2 separate regions of the Rattus norvegicus genome follow, and region 1 is linked to region 2. Evidence: chromatin contacts called from public Hi-C data. All regions are on one chromosome and are shown on one strand. Each heading gives the region's core, a stretch centred on a gene start, on an enhancer-like site or on the middle of the called end of the contact. The rest is flanking DNA. Distances are from core to core; before and after follow the strand shown. Region 1 holds the start of Rad18 (RAD18 E3 ubiquitin protein ligase). Region 2 holds the start of Oxtr (oxytocin receptor).

The links. Hi-C and Micro-C count contacts between places; a contact is called where the count stands out from the background.
Region 1: a contact with region 2 is called in a Hi-C map of the A7r5 cell line, with 3 times the contacts expected there. The contact joins the promoter of Rad18 here to the promoter of Oxtr in region 2. A contact is called at or near these places in 4 of 12 Hi-C or Micro-C datasets (the A7r5 cell line, Schwann cells, kidney and 1 more).

The regions. Positions count from the first base shown.
Region 1 is chr4:147,375,503-147,378,202 of GRCr8, reverse strand. Rad18 (RAD18 E3 ubiquitin protein ligase) reads left to right here and starts at 1,334. Exons shown (of 13, transcript NM_001077673.1): 1 at 1,334-1,434. The coding sequence starts at 1,384. It overlaps LOC102548080 (a long non-coding RNA gene), which reads right to left and starts at 1,237. Exons shown (of 6, transcript XR_005503819.2): 1 at 1,099-1,237.
Region 2 is chr4:147,169,029-147,171,844 of GRCr8, reverse strand. It overlaps Oxtr (oxytocin receptor), which reads left to right and starts at 1,346. Exons shown (of 2, transcript NM_012871.4): 1 at 1,346-2,379. The coding sequence starts at 1,461.

The sequences.
Region 1 (2,700 bases), core at 85-2,584, 210 kb before region 2:
TTGTCTTGACCAGATTCTTATGAGACTATTCTGTGGTAGCTTATATGCTCAGAAGCCCAACACCCTAAGTTCTACTTACCTGCAAAATGCCCTTCACCAATTACCCATTTTTCTTTTCCTTGAACAGGAATAGACCAAGTAAGTACACAGATGTAAAAAAAAAAAAAAAAAGCTACAGTAGTGCTTTGAATACAGGTGGTCTCTAATATGTGTTAGCTATTACTGTAATAAGTAAACTATCACGTAAATGTTATTCATGTCGTTGTTGCACAGTTCATAGGTGAGTGTAGGCTAGGGAAAATTAATTGGCCCAGATTACAGAGGTCATTTTATGATAAAAACTCAAAAGAATGAAGCCCTAACCTGTTGGGTCTCAGGCTTCACGTCTCTAAAGTATTGGTAACAACCACACCTCTCTGCCTACTTCTCAGGGGAGCTCATCTGCCTGGTCCATTGTAAGTCTTCAAAACATACATGCTGAACCAGTGAATGTGTGGGCCACCTGGGTATCAATGATACAGCAAGCTAGAGGGTTCTGTCTTGGGTGGCATCTGGACCAACTTGTGGTCCCTGGGACTTAGTGCAATGGAGGCCCACAGAAGGCAGAGGATGAATGCTGCCCCACATCTAGATAATGGGGCTCTGGTTAAATCAGCCTAAAAAGAACCTTGCGGGAGACAGGTCAGGGTGCTAAGACATCACCTGGAAGCTAGAAGAGGATGAGGAGCTTATCAATTAGTTGGAGTAATTTGATAGAAAAAGAATGTGGGTTCCTGTTAAACTGATTTAATAATACTCTTTGCTAACACTGGACCTTATACGTGGGGAATATCTGAGAACTAAGTGCCATTTTTAACCGTGGTTATCGCTGAAGAACAGAGGCTCTATGTGGCTCTGGTGAATGCTTACAGAAAGAGGAGTTGAGACAGAAGTGTAATTTTATATATTTGCAAGGAGCAGGACAGATCTCTATAGAGAATACTACCTGAAGGGAGATGTGAGCCTAGACCTTGAACTCTCTATCAAAACTTAGACTTTATTTGGTTTCTGACTTTTTCCTAATATTCAATCAACTTCGGGAATCTTTTGTTTACTCACTTTACAAGACAGACTAAAGCTGCCCTTAATATTTCAATTATCTTCTTTCTCCTGAGGTCCAAGGGGTTGAAGGCCTGCATTGCTCCAGGCTATGCCTTGGAATTCTTTTTCCTCCTCAGTCTTCCAAAGCTGTTGACGCCCAACGCACGAGAACTACAGCTCCCAGCATTCTGTGCGCTCTCTGTGAGCGCGCCGCACGTATCTGACGTACGCTGTAGCGCGGGGAATTTCGAGTAGAGGAACTGCGTGGCAGGCCGGTAGCTGGTGGTCTCGTCAAGTGCGACCATGGAGGACCTGGCCGAGCCACGGTGGCCTCCGGGGTTGGCGATGATGAAGGTGAGTGTCTGGGGAAGGCCGGGGTGCGGACATCGTCGGTGCGAGCGGAGCGCCCCGGTCCGCGCGCCCCCGCCTCGGCCCTATCCTGACTGGCCTCGCGACGCCGGGCCTCAGTTTCCAACCCCCGAGACGGTTCGGGAACGCGCCGCGGTCCTGCGCAGTGAGCCCAAGGTGGCCGCCCTAACGAACCGGATGTTTTGGGTTTCTGTCACAATCAGCGCGTCGCCGGGATAAAGTCACTGTAACGCAGTGTCAACGATGGTGACAGTTCATCCTACGAGAACTCCTGTGTTAACAGTGACACCACTCGTGATTTGGGTGGACGTTGCATCGGATGACTTTTTATAATCAAGTAGCATAATAGGCGGTCTGCTTACCATGGTTTTCCATTTCTGGATGAGGTCCAGAAGTGCTCCTTGTTCTTCACACACTGCAACCGGTTTCCCTGCCTGTTGTGCCCTGCATGACTCAATGATGACGCATCCCTCTCTATTTAATGTTTATTTATTTTATTAATGTAGGAGACAAGGTTTTACCCCGTAGCCCTTGGGTGGCCTGGAGTTCGGTATGTCGACCAGGCTGACCTCAAGATCCACCAGCTCCAGCAACCTGAGCGCTCCTCCCTGGCTCACATCTTTTTAAAACCGAGGCCAGGACCTAGACCCACCGCTTAGCCTTTCGTTTTAAGGAATTATTGCATACTGAATTATCTCACTTAAATAACAGTTAGTGGGTTTGTTTGTTTGTTCTGAGGCGGGGTTTCTTTGTGTAGCCTTGTTCTGTAGAACAGGCTGGTCTTGAACTCTCCGAGATAGCTTGCCTTCCTCTGCCTCCGGAGTTCTGGGATTAAAGATGTGTATCACCTCTGCCCATCCCGTGGATTTTTTTTGTTTTTTGTTTTTGTTTGTCTTTCTACCAAGAATGATTGAGTAGCCCTCGTGCCTCTGTCCGCTGAGTGCACGCTTTACCATTACTTTTCTTCTACATGTAATCGGTACATTGTATCTACTACAACGTAAACATTTCCCTATGACAGTTTTTTTTTTTTTTTTTTTTTTGCTTTTGATATTGGGTTTTTTTTTTTGTTTTTTTGTTTTTGTTTTTGTTTTTGCTTTTTTTTTTTTTTTTTGAGACGGGGTTTCTTTGGATAGCCCTGGTGTCCCAGAACTAGTTCTGCCTCTGAGTGCAGTCTTTTTTCTTACTGTTCTTAAAAAACAATGCATCTTGGGGAGACCGATGGCTCCAGCTGGATAGGTAGAAGAGGAT
Region 2 (2,816 bases), core at 97-2,596:
ACGTAAAGAGCTAAACCAAGAAAGGAAGAAGTTAGGTGGGTTGTTTGCGAGTTTCAAGCCACTAATGAAATAAATCTGACCTAAGGGTTAGCTGACCAGGCTCTCTGGGATCGCCGCGGGCGACTTGCTCTGCCCTCTAGCGGACATACGTGGTGCTGCAGCCTCCGGCTCCAGCTGTGGACCCGCACCTTCAGACAGCACCGCGTGCTGACGCCGGCGGCTCACAGCCTCGCTGGCTCTCTCTTGTCTTCCTACGGCATCCAGCCACCAGCAAAGCCGCAAGCTAGGGGATTTCAAAGACGCCGAGATCTACCCCGTGGTAGCACGGAGGGTGGCGCCAGCAGCTCTCCCATCCTGGGCGGAGAGTCCACGCATCTCTGAGGCCATCCACTGCAGTGCAACTTCCCCGTTGGCAAGGCAACTTTGGGCTAACCTGCAGTCTCGCTTTAGGTGGCTGGGACCTTTGGACCGTGGGGACAGGATGGCTAGGACCTACCTGTAGGACCATCAGGTTCGGAGGGAAGGATCTGGCGCGTCTCGCACCTCTGGTTCCCGGAGGAGGTGCTCAGGATGTTCTGAGAGCCTGAAAAGCTTGGACGAAGATGCAAAGTCTCTGACTGTCCGGGCTCCTGGGCTGGGGGGATTCCTGTGAAAGGCGTCCCCTGGGGTCTCTGGCACAGCAGCCTTGCGTTGCGCTGGGGTAGGAGGTAAGGTGGGGGCACTACGCTTGTAGGCAGGAGTCCCTCCGGAAGCAAGCGGCGTCGGGAAGTTCTGGAAGCCGGGGTTGAGTCTTGGAAGCAGGAGGTGAAGAAGGATGGGCTTGAGCTGGAGCTTTTGGGGGGACCCCAGGAAGATGTACTTGGAGTAAAGGCTATTAAGATGGGGGCTGGCTTCGATCCCCTAGGAGGTGGTTGTTCTGTGTCCGGATGGGATAGGTATAGGTATAGGTTTGGGGGTTCTCTGCAGGAGAGGCCGCTGGTGTGTGTGTGTGTGTGTGTGTGTGTGTGTGTGTGTGTGTGTGTGTGTGTGTGTGTGTGTGTGTTCGTTCTTGTTCTTGGGGAAAGTGGTTCATCGCAAGCCTCCTCTCTCGGTAGGCAGAGCGGCTGACCCTGTCCTGGGACCCAAGTGCAAGGGCACCTCCAAAGGCTCAAAGAAGGTACCTCAAACCGGGATTTTTACCGTCACCACCGAGAAATCACTGCCACTGAGCAGTCCCATGACTGGGCTCGTGCCCTGAGTGAGACTCAGGTAACTTCAGATTCCCAGGAAGGGGACTTGCACGCCCCACACTTGCGTCCCAAGTGAAGCACAACGGTCTGGTCACAGCCCTTCTGGTTTGTTTCAGGGAGAGGACAGGCAGGTAGACACCTGGACCGAGCACCAGGCCCCGCCCCACGTGCCACGCTTTAAAGAATCGTAAGACTTAGTGCTCCCTGGAGGTCGCGGTCGCGGTCGCGGACATGGAGGGCACGCCAGCAGCCAACTGGAGTGTCGAGTTGGACCTCGGGAGTGGAGTGCCACCAGGGGAGGAGGGCAACCGCACGGCCGGGCCACCACAACGCAACGAGGCCCTGGCGCGCGTGGAGGTGGCGGTCCTGTGCCTCATTCTGTTCCTGGCTCTGAGTGGCAACGCGTGTGTGCTGCTGGCGCTGCGCACCACGCGCCACAAGCACTCGCGCCTCTTCTTTTTCATGAAGCACCTGAGCATCGCTGACCTGGTGGTGGCTGTGTTTCAGGTGCTTCCGCAGCTGCTGTGGGACATCACCTTCCGCTTCTATGGGCCCGACCTGCTGTGTCGTCTGGTCAAATACTTGCAGGTGGTGGGCATGTTCGCCTCCACCTACCTGCTGCTGCTGATGTCGCTCGACCGCTGTCTGGCCATCTGCCAGCCGCTGCGCTCCCTGCGCCGCCGAACCGACCGCCTGGCGGTGCTGGGGACGTGGCTTGGCTGCCTGGTGGCCAGTGCTCCGCAGGTGCACATTTTCTCGCTGCGCGAAGTGGCGGACGGAGTCTTCGATTGCTGGGCGGTCTTCATCCAACCCTGGGGACCCAAGGCCTACGTCACATGGATCACGCTCGCCGTCTACATTGTACCGGTCATCGTGCTGGCCGCCTGCTACGGCCTCATCAGCTTCAAGATCTGGCAGAATCTGAGACTCAAGACGGCAGCGGCGGCGGCGGCTGCCGAGGGGAATGACGCGGCGGGTGGAGCTGGGCGTGCGGCGTTGGCACGGGTCAGTAGTGTCAAGCTTATCTCCAAGGCCAAAATCCGCACGGTGAAGATGACCTTCATCATCGTACTGGCCTTCATCGTGTGCTGGACACCTTTCTTCTTCGTGCAGATGTGGAGCGTTTGGGACGTCAATGCGCCCAAGGAAGGTAGTGTGGGCGGAGAGGAAGAGGGTGGCAGGGTCAGGTCTTAGTTCCCCTATCTCTGTACTCCCAAGGTTCTGGGATCTTCTTGGGGCATGAGCTGGTCTCACAGCATCATCATTCTCTGGTTCATAGACTTTGGGACAGTCACTTCTCTGCGTCTCCAGGACTACAGCATGGAAATACCCACGAAGTACAAACTCTTGCCAGTAAGGCAGGCCAGATATCCTGCAGAGGCCTTAGGCAACTTTCAGTGTGAAAATTCTTATAGTGGAGTGGGAAGCTGAGGCAGGCGACTGTCCTTTTACAGAGAGAGAACGGAAGTGGGTTTTCAACCTGAGCACAGGCTCAGGCTCCCACCGCTTTGAGATCACTGTATATTTTAAGTCGGTCAGAATACACAAAGTCGAGGGTGGATAGGGTCAACCTCCAGAAGGGACAGT